Linked DNA regions of Sus scrofa: region 1 is linked to region 2. A link is a contact called in public HiChIP or PLAC-seq data. All regions are on one chromosome and are shown on one strand. The core of a region is the stretch at or near the end of the contact, and the rest is flanking DNA. Distances in the headings are between cores, read along the strand shown.

Region 1 (6,954 bases), core at 752-3,251, 150 kb after region 2:
CTCCCCCAGCCCCCAGCTCCTCCCTGGTTGCTCCCACTAACAGCCAGGTCTAAGCACATGGAGTAGATAAGAGAGTGGCAGATGTGACAAAAGTAACAGGGATGGAGTGGGCACAGGTAGTCGTAGAGGTCCTGATGTGGAACTTATTAAGGGACTTTGGGACATCACTGTAAGTTAATAAATTGCTCAAAAAAGCCCTCCGCACAAGGCAGGCTTGCTTGACTAGTGGAGGCGCGAGAACGGCCTCAGGTCGTGGGTGGGGGATGGGCTGAGGCCTGGATTCAGACTCAGACCAAGGGCGGGAGTTTGAGGACCACCCTGTGCGGATCTGCATACACACCTTACAGAGACCAAGGAGGAGCTGCTACTCCCAGAAAGGAAGAGGCGGGCCTTTCCGACCCCCAGGCCCCTTGAAGGATAAAGCTGTAGCCCACCAGATCCTCAGGGCAGAGCTTCCGTGCCTGCCCGCTGGCATCTCTCACAAGCGTCCTACCCTAATAATCTATTTCTTGCCCATCACTTCGTCTCTCGCTGAATCCTTCTGCGAGGGGACAGGAGGGACCTGAACTCAGTGAGTCCAGACACGGGGTGAGCGATTCTAATTTAAAACTGTGGGTTTGGAGTTCCCGGCGAGGTGCAGTGGTTAACGAATCCGACTAGGAACCATGAGGTTGCGGGTTCGGTCCCTGCCCTTGCTCAGTGGGTCAAGGTTCCGGCGTTGCCGTGAGCTGTGATGTAGGTCACAGATGCGGCTCGGATCCCGCGTTGCTGTGGCTCTGGCGTAGGCTGGTGGCTACAGCTCCGATTCGACCCCTAGCCTGGGAACCTCCATATGCCGCGGGAGCGGCCCAAGAAATGGCAAAAAGAAAAAAAAAAAAAAAAAAAAAAAACAACAAAAAACAAAACTGTGGGTTTAAGTCCCAATCTGTGTCCTGGCTGGGTTCAGACGTCTGTGCTGTCAGTTTCAAAAGGGGCAGGAAGCAGGAACAACGGTGGGGGCAGTTGGATACTGTGATCGCCTGTGTTGGACTCAAAGTGAAGACTGTTTTAACAAGTGTGGCGGGACAATGGATCAGAGGTGTGCCCCTGCTGGAAAAGCGGACTTGCTGATGAGCTGGTGAGCCACCTTCTTCTCAGGGAGCCCTGGCATCCTTGTCCAGCCCAGGACAACCTCCCCCTTCGTCCGAGGTAGAGAGTAGGTGACACAGTTAGCAGGGCCTGATGAGTCTTCTAGTTCAGGGCACCCTATCAGAGCAGAAGCTCTGTGGCACTGACATTACCCCCACTCTGCTAAGACGGATGCATCACGAAAAGGCAAAGGCTAGGGGAGCCTGGCAGATCAGGGCCTGCATCTTGGCTCCACCATTTTTCTTCTGATATGGAAACGCCTCGCTGTACCAGATTCCTGGAGAAAACTCCAACAACGTTCTTTCGTGCCCCTTCTCTGTAATTGACCTGAAATTCCCCTCTCGTAAACATCTCTGTTCTGTCCCTCTGCCCCTCAGGCAGTACGAGCCCAGTGCAATCTCTTGTTCACCTGAGAGCCCTTCACATATTTCTATCTGGGCTCAGGTGAGCCTGGGGCCTGTCCTGAGTAGGCTAAACACCCCAGTTCTTCAACCCCTCCTCACATGACGTGGTTTCCAGACCCTCCACTAGCTGAGTCACTCTCTGAAGGTTAACTCCATACCCCCTTAAGGAAGGGCCAGGCATGACCAGGATCCCGGTTCATTCTAGGCCCTGGAGGAGGGAAGCGGAGTTTCGCAGCTCGGCACCTGGGGAACCTAGGGGCCGGGAGAGCTTTCATGCAAGAGGTGCCGGCAGTTTCCGGGGTTCACTGAGCGCCCCCCCACCCACCCTCGGGATGCGTTTCCCCAGGGCGGCTGTGCGGGCTGTTTACATACTGTTAAAGGGAACATCACGTCCAGCACCAGCGGGTCTGGTACCTCTCTGCCAGGCAGGAAAAAACAACGCCAGGCACTTGCACTGTTTACCTCCGCTAGATAAAAACACAGCATGCGCTAACGCAGCCTCCCACTCTTTCGCCTGCCTCCCGGCTCCCCCTCCCTTTCAGCGGCGCGCATGCCGCCCCGCCCTGGATTCGGCGAGCCACCTGCCGGCCTATTTCCTCGGGCGGTTTGACAACCCACGGCCGCTCCCAGGCCTTCTCGGAAAAACCCCCTGGCCGGAAAGGGAAACGAGGCCGCGGGGAGGGGAAACGCGAAGCCAGCCCTGGGCGCCCGCCGGCAGCGCGGGATGCACGCCGCGCCCACGTGCAGCACCCGCGCCGCGGGGCAGGCTGGGGTGGCGCCACGTGAACGCGGCGTGCAGCGCGGTGGGGCGGGGCGGGGCGCGCGCTGACCAGCCCGTGCGCCGCGCCTGCAGCCAATCCGCGCGCCGGCCCGCCCGCCCGGCCCCGCCCCTGCCAGGCCCCGCCCTCCCTGGGCCGCCGCCGCCGCGTGTCCCGGAGTGACCTCTCCCCGGAGGCCCGGCGCAGCTGAACTCGCGCCGGACAGCAGCCCCCGGCGGGCGAGGCGGTGGCTGGCGGCTGGGGCAGGGCGGCGAGCACCTGCAGGCTCCTCCCGGGCCTCCCCGCCGGGAGACGCCGCAGAGACCCGCCCTCCGCCTGGCCCTCCTTATCCCACGACCCCGGCCACCTCCATCCCCAGAGTCAGGGGCCGGGAGGTGTGTCCTGGGCGGCGGAATAGCCGCCCCAAAATATGCCTCTTGGCATAAGGGTTATTTTGAGCTGGTTATTTTTGCGAAACTGCGGACCCGGGAGAAGCTTCGAAAACAGAGAGGCTACCCTTTTGTAAGGGAAATTTACATTAGAAAGGGAGCCTGTTCCTCACCTTAGAGACTTGGCTGTAGGGCGGGGTCGACACCACACTTTGTTAATGACACCTTTCCTCTGCCACCTCCTAGTGAATTGCTTTCCTCCCCTGGGAAGGCCCCAGACCCCTTCCCTGTGCTTAGCTCAGGAGGGTGTATAAGCCTCAGCTGCCCGGCAGCCTTTTCACGTCCCCAGATAGGGATCTTTGTGGGTTTAAGACCTAGAAGGGGAGAGGGAAAATCATCTTTCCTCTCCTTTCGGTTTGTACGAGGGAAACGTTGACATCCAGTCCACATAGGCTTTTATTCCTCCGTCTTCACTGCCCTCTGCCACCTTCTGCTTTGAGATTACCTAGGATATTACCATAACTCTTAAATAATTAAAACTAAATATTTTAAATTATGTTATACATATTTTAAATATTTACAACTAAACATTTTATAGTCGTTATAAATATTTTAAAATTATACACCAGGAGTTCCTGAAAACTAATCTAGGTTTGCTATTTCATTATTCACTCCTCTTCCTTGTATCTTATAACGGTAATTCTTTATTTCCTCTGGGCTTCCTGCTATTCTGTCAGATAACCTCCCTCATCCATGGTCCCCCTTCACTCCCAGGCCCCCACCCTGCCCGAGGCTCCAGGGTGGTAACTTTTCTGAATCTTTGCCCTCCTAAAGGTATCCATTTTACTCTCGTTTCACTGGCAGATTATATACTAAGTACAGGATTCCAAGGGGAAAATATTTCTTCATTTTCTCCTAATGTCTGCTTTTGCCGAGAGCTCAGCTGCAACACTGAGACCCCCTCACCCGTGTAGTTGACTCACTAAAAGCCACCGGTTCAGCTCAGTTCAGCTAAATCTACGTCTGCTGGGCAGTCCACCAATCTTTCTTTTTTCTTTCTTCCAACCATCCAAGTTTCAGACGCCAGGCGCTCTAGCTCAGTGCTCCAAGGACATCAGTGGGTAAACACATCACCTGTGGATCTTGGGGAACTGGGGTTCTGTTCTAGTCACGCCAGGGTGAGGCGTGGTCTGCATCTCTAACAAGCCCCCCGGTCAGGGCCATGGGGACCACGCCCTGAAGCAAGGCTGCAGCTGCCGCCTCTTCATGACACTTTGACCTCAGCTGTGATCATTCATCAGCCCTACACGTCTGACTCTGTGTCCTGTGTCCGCTGCGCACTCTGTGTCTTGATGGTTCATACATGTTACACTTGCGGTTTCTCTTCTGATGCTGGTTTTCCTCACATATTTTTTTTTCTTTTCCTTTCTCCTCCTTTTTAGGTGCTGCCTGTGGCTTATCTGCTCCTGTGACTGGGGATGAGGACAAGCCTGCTGCTCAGAGGGGCTGGCAGGCATGGGGGTTCTACACCTCGTGCCCCAAATGTTTACCTTCAAAAACCCTCCTTGTTATTTGCAAAGGCGTATACAGGCGTTGTGAAACGACTGGCAAATACAGAAAGAACATAAAGTATTTGCTAATTTTGTTTTCTCCGGACCCCCAGCTATGCAGATGTTTTTTTTTAAGGCCCCAGAAGACGTGAGATCAGCCCCCGGTTGTGCACTGGATTTATGATCGACGCACTGCCATCGCTCGTGGGGAACCAGACAGTCATCCCGAGGGACTTTGTTTTCTAAATTAATCATACCAGGAAAAAGGAGATTCAAGATTTTTTTTTTTTAAATTCCCAGAAACACCATAAATATAGCACGGGGGGAAGGAAAGGAATAGCTCTCCGGCCCTGGACAGGAAGGAGAGAGGGAAGGGTGGATTTATGATTTTTATTTGTCTTTTGAGGGCCACACCTGCAGCATAATGGAGGTTCCCAGGCTCGGGGGTGAATGGGAGCTGCAGCTGCCAGCCTACAGCACAGCCACGGCAACACAGGATCCTTTACCCGCTGAACGAGGCCAGGGATCGAATGTGTATCTTCGTGGATACTAGTCAGGTTCTTAAGCCACTGAGCCACAAAGGGCACTCCCAGAGGAGCCACTTTATAACTGACTTTGAGGAGAGCAGATTCTGCCATTTCTGTTGCGGATCAAAGAACACGGTGGACGTTGATTACGAGGAAGTTCAGTGAGTCACAGAAAAGGTCTCTTGAAACCTAGGCCTCCTTCTGGCCAGTTCTGCTGTCATTGAAGCATCTAGTGTCTCCTCTGTCGCAGGAGGCCAGCGAGGCCTGTCCTGTCCGTTTGTCCCACAGACCCTGCAGTGGTTCTCGAACTTTCAGGAGGAGGCGTCCCCTTGGTGGCTCAGGAGTAACGAACCCGACTAGGATCCATGAGGATGAGGGTTGGATCCCTGTCCTCACTCAGGGGGTTATGGACCCAGCATTGCCGTGAGCTGTGGTGTAAACTGCAGATGTGGGCTTGGGAACTTCCGTGGGCTCTGGGTACGGCCCTGAACAGACAAAATAATAACAGTTGAAATGAAAAAAATGAAAAAGAAGCATTTGCCTTGTTAGAAGGTGAGCCGTGAAGGAGCGAGGCAATGGAGACCAAACCTCGAGGCGACACCCCAAAAGAAGGCATCAGAGCTGATTTAGAGCCATCGGAGTCAGCAACACCCGAGACCTCGAGGCTGGGAGCTCCCAAGCCGGGCAGCTGCAACGCCCAGTGACTCTGGAAAAGTTGCCAACCTTCCAGGCTTCTGTTCCTTCCTCGGCAGTCAGGCTCCCCACAGTATACCTTCCCTGCTGTCGCTGTAAGGGATGGGAGGAGAGTCTAATGCAGTGTAAAACTGTAGTCAAGAATACAGACATTGGGAGTTCCCATCGTGGCGCAGTGGAAACAAATCCAACTAGGAACCATGAGGTTGCGGGTTCAATCCCTGGCCTCGCTCAGTGGGTCAAAGATCCAGTTTTGACGTGAGCTGTGGTATAGTTTGCAGAAGTGGCTCAGATCTTGTGTGGCTGTGGCTGTTGCGTAGGCCAGCAGCAACAGCTCCAATTAGACCCCTAGCCTGGGAACCTCCATAGGCTGCAGGTACAGCCCTAAAAAGACAAAATAATAATAATAATAATAAAGACATTGAATCCAGAGGAAACCACGACTCTCACAAAGATACATGCACCCCTATGTTCATTGCAGCACTATGAATAGTAGCCAAGACGTGGAAACAACCTAAATGTCCACTGGCAGAGGAGTGGATCAAGAAGATGTGATTCAGACACACAATGGAATATTACTCAGCCACAAAAAAGAATGAAATAATGGCATCTGTAGCGACATGGATGGACCGAGAAAGTATCATACTAAGTGAGAAAAGTCAGACAATGAGAGGCAAACATGATACCACTTATATGTGGAATCTTAAAGGATACAAATGAACTTATCTGCAGAACAGAAACAGACTCACACAGTCTCTGAAAAACTTATGGGAACCACAGGGGACAGATGGGGGGAGAGAGGGGTCAACTGGGGGGCTGGGATGGAAATGTTCTAAAATTAGGTTGTGGTGGTGGGCATCCAACTGCAAATATAATAAATTTCATTGAATTAAAAAATAAATAAATTGAAAAGGAAGCCTTCCTACACTGTTGGTAGGAATACAAGTTGGTGCAGCCGCTGTGGAAAACAGCAAGGAGATTCCTCAGAAAACTACATATAGAACTACCATAGGATCCAGCAATCCCACTCCGGGGCAGCTATCCTCACAAAACCATAATTCAAAAAGATAATGCACCCCTGTGTTCACGGCAGCACCCATCACAATCGCCAAGACGTGGAAACAACCTAAACGTCCATCAACAGACAAGTGGATTAAGAATATGTGGTACATATGGAATACTACTCAGTCATGAAAAAAATGAAATAATGCCATTTGCAGAAACAGATGGACCTAGAGATTATCATACGAAGTCAGCCAGGCAGAGAAAGACAAAAACCATATGATATCCCATATGTGGATCTAAAATATGACACAAATAAACCTACCTACCAAACAGAATTAGACTCACAGACAAAAAGAACAGACATGTGGTTGCCAAGGCGGAGGGGGTGGAGGAGGGGTGGATTGGGAGTTTGGGATTAGCAGGTGCAAAGTATTATATATACGATGGATAAGCAATGTGGTCCTCCTTACAGCTCAGGGAACTACATTCGATATCCCAAG
Region 2 (6,907 bases), core at 444-2,943:
GGGTTAACGATCCGGCGTTGCCGTGAGCTGTGGTGTAGGTTGCAGACGCGGCTCGGATCCTGCGTTGCTGTGGCTCTGGCGTAGGCCGGTGGCTACAGCTCTGACTCAACCCCTAGCCTGGGAACCTCCATATGCCGAGGGAGCGGCCCAAGAAATAGCAACAACAACAACAACAACAACAAAAAAGACTATTCTTGGGGCTGAAAGTGACAGAAACGGGGTGAATTATTGAATCTGTCCAAGATGTCGCCTTGGCCAGCAGACAGTGAAGACAAATTCATTTCCTGGTCCTACCTCCCTGGAACTCAGTCTTTTTGATACCCTCTTTGCCCACAGCTAAACTAACTCTTTCTGCTGGATTTTAAATTTTTTACAGGCCCCAGGAGAGAGCACAGACGGGGGCAGCTACATAATCATTGGGCGTTGCTTAGCTGGGGCCTCTTCAAATCAATCGAGACTATTATTACAGGTACAGAAGCAAAGGATGGGGCCACTCGTTGTGACGGGGACCTGGCAGCCATCCCGCCAGACTGCAGCCGTGAAAAGGCCGAGCGGGTTCCTGCAAGATCAGAAACCAAGTGAGTCTGACTCTCAAACAGATCCTCAGGCATGATTAAGGCTCAGATTTGCTTTTCCTGTTTTCCCATCAAAGCAAATTAGCTAAAAGAAAATAGCATTCCGAGTGACCCGAGGTTGGAAACACTGTCCCCGCAAGTGCTCTGAATTCTTCGTCACCCCCAGGTTCTTTCACAACTGAGCTGGGTTCATCAGGGAGGCTCCTGGCATGGGGGTTGACAGCTTAAATGCCAAAACAGGATGTGTCCTCACCAGGGCCCCGCGTGGCTGCAATCTACTGGAATTAATTGGTCTTGGGGTTTTTTTGTTGTTGGTGGTAACGGTGGGGTTTTTTTGGTGTTTTTTTTTTTCCTTTTCTTTCTTTTTCACTTGAGAGCCTCAGATGGGCAGACAAGGAAACAGCTTCTCATTTGCATAGAGCTCGGCCCCATTCAGGGGTGAGCTGAGGACAGCGCTGCCTTGGCTGAGGCAGGAAGTCAGCTGTTCGAAGCCACCACTTTTCAACCTTGGGTGGCTTTTTCTTTTTTCCTTTTTTTTTTTTTCTCTCTCTCTCTCTCTTTCTCTCTCTCACCATCATTCATTTTGGAAGAAAACCTAAGTTTAATTTCAAACAGAGCACAGACCCCGGGAAGGAGAAGAAAGAAAGGCAAGCGAGCCTCCAGGCTGGCCCATCACTCTGGCCTCTGCTTTTTGCTTTCTTACTTAATGAAGATGCCAAGCCATCAAACTGAAAGGGGCTAGTGGTCCTTGGCCAGGCCAGAGGATGGCTGGTGACAGTGGCAGTGAGCCTCCTGCCCAGGGCTGGGAGTTGGCATCAAGGCTGCAGACTCTCGCCAGCCCCCTGGGCAGCCCAAGGGAGTGTTTTGGGGCCATTCCCCCCTGAGAAAGGCCTCAGTTTCAAGCAACGTCTCTGCCCGGATGGGTGAGATGAGCAATGTCTCTGCCCAGATGGGTGAGACGTGTCAGCAGAGCAAACCAACACTGCGGGCCAGACGCATCATTTCAAAGCACGTTGATTCTCTCACGATGTTCAGGTGCAGGTCAAGGCCCCTGGGCTTTTTCTTGATTTGAATCTCTTTCACGGGTAACTGCCTCCTTCCACGACCCTGTGATCAGCAGCTCTGCCCTCGGCTTGGAGATACTCATGTAAGTTGTCCCTGGAGGCACAAGGGAACAAACAGCCTTGTCCTGCTCTGGGCCGCAAAAGGGCCCGCATGGAGCGAAGGAAGTGGTATTTCTGTGGGGGACATCTGACCACAGTCCATGTCATCTCTCTCAGATAAAACAAGTCCTTCCCCAACAGAAGCAGCAAAAGCTCATGATAGAGCATGTTTATACGTTGGCTTGTCACAAGGAACCAAAACTAGGAAGTTGCAACACAGTAATAAGGTGTGGGGTAACAGTTAGACGGGCCTATCAACGTCATTTTGATGAGAGCGTTTCACCAGTTTTATAACAATATGCCAAACAAGCTAGTTCCCACATCAGAGCGCCAGGAACGTTGTACACTGAAAAAAAAACAAAAAAAAAACAAACAAACAAAAAAAAAAAACCAACGTGTGTTTCTGGGCCTTTAGAACACTTCAAATTACTGAATCAAAAGACTGACTTTCTTGACCATCCTAGGCCCACGGAGTCATAGTTCTAGAAGTATCTTCACCCCACTGGCTCTCTTTCCAGCGTCCATGGATATTACCCTCCTATCACCTATCTCTATCTCTAACAACAACCATGTATATGTAATCACTGGAAAAGCCTTCCAGGCTTTTCTAGCCACCCCAGCCCCCAGCTAATGTGTGACCCCAGGTAGCCACCGGACAGAGCATCCTTAGGTAACAAAGCAGGTAAAATGGTACCTCTGCCAAACTGAAATAACTACATATTGTGGATCTCCAGAGCTGATTAGAACATCAATCCAACTATTAAAATACGTCTTTTGAAAGGCCAAGGACACGTGCTAATTTATGAGGTACAAAAAAATTTTTTTTGGTTGCACCCATGGCATGTGGAAGTTCCCAGGGCCAGGGATCAAACTGGCACCACGGCGGTGACAATGCCAGATCCTTAACCCACTGAGCCACCAGGGAACTCCTACAACAAATTTATAATTCCGAATCTGGCCAAGGACTGGTGTTGAAGACAGGGGTTCACCTGGCTTTCTTCTATCTGGTCACAACTGCGGAAGGCAGGATTTGAAAGCGGATATAGATGAATTGACAGAATAAGTCACAATCTAGGAGGCTTCTACCTCTACTGACCATGTGACGGTGATTTCACGCATCTTTGCCACCAAAGCAATCTCCTCTTATCCAACTTATCTGATGACTCTGAACCTTTTTATGGGGCTTCGTAAGGAAGTATTTAGAGGGCAGGATAAACAAGAAGAGCCTATGCACAAAACCTCACATTGAAAGCAATCAAAGAATCGTGTTTGTAAAATCTGCCTCATGTCTGTGCCTCTCGTGTGCTTTGGCCGTGGTGAACTCTCTTCGTGCTTGTCACACAGACACAGAAGCCACTGCGGGTCAACACAGCAACATGGTTCAGTGTGTAGGGTTTAGGACCAGACAGACACGTCCAAACTGTATTCTGCTTTTAGCTCTTTGACCTTTAGGCAAACAACCTCACTGTCTGTAGCTCAACTTCGTATTGTGTGGAACAGAGGCAATCACACTGCATGGGGTTCTTGTGGGGATTGTGCCTACAGACCACTTACCCCGTGCCTGAAACACTGGATTGGCAGAGAGGTAAATATTCAAAATTTTGGAGGGACAAGTGAGTTTATTTCTCAGAAACCCTTCCTGGGGCAAATCATTTCAAATATTCGCTTCATGGCATCGCTGTTATCAGCCAACCTTCACATCACGAGGCTACACAAGCCCGCCCCTCCCCAGTCTTCTCCCACCGCCCCCAGGGCCCCTCTACACTTTTCATGAAACCCAACTCTGCCTGCTTTGGCTTTCCCTGCCATCATTCCCCAAATGATAAAATACATAGTTCTCAGTATTCCTAGTCGTCAGCTTCAACTTGATTACCTCTTTCTTTTTTTTTTTTTTTTTTTTTTTTGTCTTTTTGTCTTTTTGTCTTTTGTTGTTGTTGTTGCTATTTCTTGGTCCACTCCCGCGGCATGGAGGTTCCCAGGCTAGGGGTCCAATCGGAGCTGTAGCCACCGGCCTACGCCAGAGCCACAGCAACGCGGGATCCGAGCCGCGTCTGCAACCTACACCACAGCTCACGGCAACGCCGGATCGTTAACCCACTGAGCAAGGGCAGGGACCGAACCCGCAACCTCATGGTTCCTAGTCGGATTCGTTAACCACTGAGCCACGACGGGAACTCTGGATTACCTCTTTCTTTAAAGAAATTGCACTCAGACTTTTTTCTTATTACTCTCGAGCACAATGCCATCCTGTTTGGGGAGCTAACACTCAGAGGACCTAAAATTTACTCTTGTCTTTGACACCCAGTTTCACAATATCATCAGGATTGTCTATCCCACTCCATTTAGTCGCTGTCTATAAAAATGACATTTTCCGGAGGTCCCGTCATGGCTCAGCAGTTAGCAAATTTGACGAGCATCCATGAGGCTTCAGGTCTGATCCCTGGCCTTGCTCAGTGGGTTAAGGATCCGGCGTTGCCATGAGCTGTGGTGTAGGTCGCAGACGCACCCCGGATCCTGCATGGCTGGGGCTGTGGTGTAAGCCAGCAGCTATAGCTCTGATTCGACTCCTAGCCTGGAAACCTCCATATGCTGGTGTGGCCCTAAAAAAGCATTTTAAAAAAAAAAAAAGATGTTTTCTAATTCGTTGGGGCAGCGGTAGAGATAAATGCAATCTCTTTGCTATTAGTTCTTTAAAATAACAGAACATATTCGCTTCACGGCATCGCTGTTATCAGCCAACCTTCACATCACGAGGCTACACAAGCCTGCCCCTCCCCAGTCTTCTCCCACCGCCCCCAGGGCCCCTCTACACTTTTCATCAAACCAAACTCTGCCTGCTTTTGCTTTCCCTGCCATCAGCCATCCCAGTTCTGGGATCTGACGCTAAATGATTCAGGACCAAGCTCTTGATCTCCTGCCAGTTTCACAGGGTCACATGGTGATGAGTAAGAAAGAGAGGGAAGTGTCTCTCACTGATGCGGAGGGGCAAATGAGAATGCATTTAAGGTCTTTTTCAACCCCCTGATTCTGAGATAAGAAGGAGAATGGATACTGACTAAGCAAACACAGTTCCTGCCCCGACAGCCCTCCGGGAGCCCAGGCGCCAGGCTGGGCTCTGCATCCTCTTCCACAGGCACCTGCAGCCCCGCCCATTTCCCCTCACTTTCCTTCTCTCCTCTCTGCTACCTGAGAGGTTGTGCCGGCTCCTCGGAGACCACCTTCCAGCAAGGCCCCGTTTCTAAAGCATGACTTTAGATTTGGGGCTCTGCTTTACCTGAACGAGGCATCATCTCCAGAGGCTCAAAAGGCACCTTCCTGCTCCCCCGAGGACACGCACGTGCAGCAAGAGACAGGAGAGCTGGGCAAGGAAAGGGAGACGCCAGTCATCCATCCTGTGCCCAGGCTGGCATTTCCACCAGTGATTATTAATCAAGAGAGCCTTCTGGTAGCAATTTCCTTTCCTTAGACCAACCTCAGCACTGCCCGTCCCCTTGTCCTTTTCCACTTTGAAAAAAGGAAGAAAGGCCATCCCCTCCATCACCCCCTGGCAGGCTCAGCCCTGAGATCACAGTGAAATCTGAGAGAAGCAGACCCAGCCCCAGCCCAGCAACCAGCCAGACTGTCTTTGACTTCTCCGTTCATCGAAAATTCAAACGAGCCAACTCCACTGCTGAGTTCTCCTCCCCAGAGTCCTGGAGCCCAGCACTGATCTGATGGAACCAGGCAGGAAGGAGACAGGTGCCTGGCCTATGCGCTGCCCGACCCCCCTCGGGCCGGGTTGCTTTGTCCCCAGGGCGCTCTCTGCTCCACCCAATTGTGTTTCAATAAAATCTGGCACCGACTGGCCAGCTGGTTCAGCACCTGCCTCCAGATGTACTTGCACCTGGCGGAGAGGCCAGGTATGGGCACGTCCCTGGAAGCAGCACTGGCGGGCACATGTGCCCGGCTCATCCTCTCCTGCTTTGGTCCTGCCTGCGCCTGGGCCTCGGATCTGGCACCTGGCAGGAGGCAGTGCAGCATGGGGCCAGAGTGTGGATGGGCTGGGTCCCCGCCCTGGTTCTCATGCCCAGGAAGCTCTCAGAAGGCTCCCCGCGCCCCGCTCCGCATCAGGCACCCCGTCCATCACTGAGCCAGGTACCCTTAGGCAGTCCAGGGACCTAGTACCGCCTTGTCAGCTCCTCCTGCATTCCTTCAGCTCAGTTCCTGGGTTCCTCTCTGCCCGCCTGCCTGCTGGCAACCGAGCTCCAAAGCCTGGTCTAAATGCCTGGGTAGACAGAGGGTCAGCCCGTCCCCAACCCACCAGCCTCCAGGACACCTGCCTCTGAGCTGTCTCCATCCAGTGTCCCTACCACCATCAGTCCTGCCAGCAGACCCCCCCGCCCCCAGGCAGGCACGGCATAGATGATCCAAGTCCAAGGTTGTCACTGGTAAATTCTCCCCAGCTGACATATACCAAGTTTTGGTGGAATTTGCTCTTGGAAGCTCTACATAGTCAGGAAAATCATGATTATTGATTCCCGAACTCGCTCTTCACAAAGACCCATTTCTGGGCCAACTGAACCAGGTCCAGGAAATGCAAACTAATTGTAAGGTCCAAAATAAGTCTCCTGTAATTAGAGAGACAGAGACAGAGAAGAAATTTTTTTTTTCCTTTGGCCTTTTCTAGGGCTGCTCCCGTAGCATATGGAGGTTCCCAAGCTAGGGGTCTAATCAGAGCTGGAGCCACTGACCTACACCAGAGCCACAGCAATGCCAAATCATTAACCCACTGAGTGAGGAGGCCAGGGATCGAACCTGCAACCTCATGGTCCACTAGTCAGATTCGTTAACCACTGAGCCATGACAGGAACTCTGGAATTTTCCATTTCATTCCTTTCTAAGGCTGAGTAATACTCCATAGTACAAACCTACCACATTCTGTTTATCCTTGCTCTGTGGATGAACCCGTGGGCTGTTTCTACTTTCTGACTATTGAGAATAATGCTGGTATGTACATGGGTGCTCTTACGTTTCAGTCCCTGCTTTCAGGTTTTTTTGGGGGGGGATATTTACCCAGGAGCAGAATTACTGGACCAAATGGAAATCTGATGTTTAATTTTTTGAGGAACCACAGCAAACTGTCAAAAACACGTGAGCTTACGTCTTTCCTTAAAGCTCCTTGGTGCCTTC

What was found. HiChIP or PLAC-seq counts read pairs in DNA pulled down with a chosen protein or histone mark.
Region 1: an H3K27ac HiChIP or PLAC-seq map of alveolar macrophages shows a contact between it and region 2. The contact joins two enhancer-like sites. A contact is called at or near these places in 2 of 2 datasets of contacts at active chromatin or transcription factors (alveolar macrophages and skeletal muscle).

The regions. Positions count from the first base shown.
Region 1 is chr10:64,836,085-64,843,038 of Sscrofa11.1, forward strand. All of the region lies in intron 1 of PFKFB3 (6-phosphofructo-2-kinase/fructose-2,6-bisphosphatase 3), which reads right to left. Among named protein-coding and RNA genes, the nearest start is that of PFKFB3, 20 kb to the right of the region's middle. Within about 2 kb of position 2,002, at least 67 of the 83 cell types and tissues checked have an H3K27ac peak or open chromatin away from gene starts, as enhancers often do. A contact at or near this core is called in alveolar macrophages and skeletal muscle, where this site is marked.
Region 2 is chr10:64,691,283-64,698,189 of Sscrofa11.1, forward strand. No RefSeq gene overlaps it. Among named protein-coding and RNA genes, the nearest start is that of PFKFB3, 160 kb to the right of the region's middle. Within about 2 kb of position 1,694, at least 41 of the 83 cell types and tissues checked have an H3K27ac peak or open chromatin away from gene starts, as enhancers often do. A contact at or near this core is called in alveolar macrophages and skeletal muscle, where this site is marked.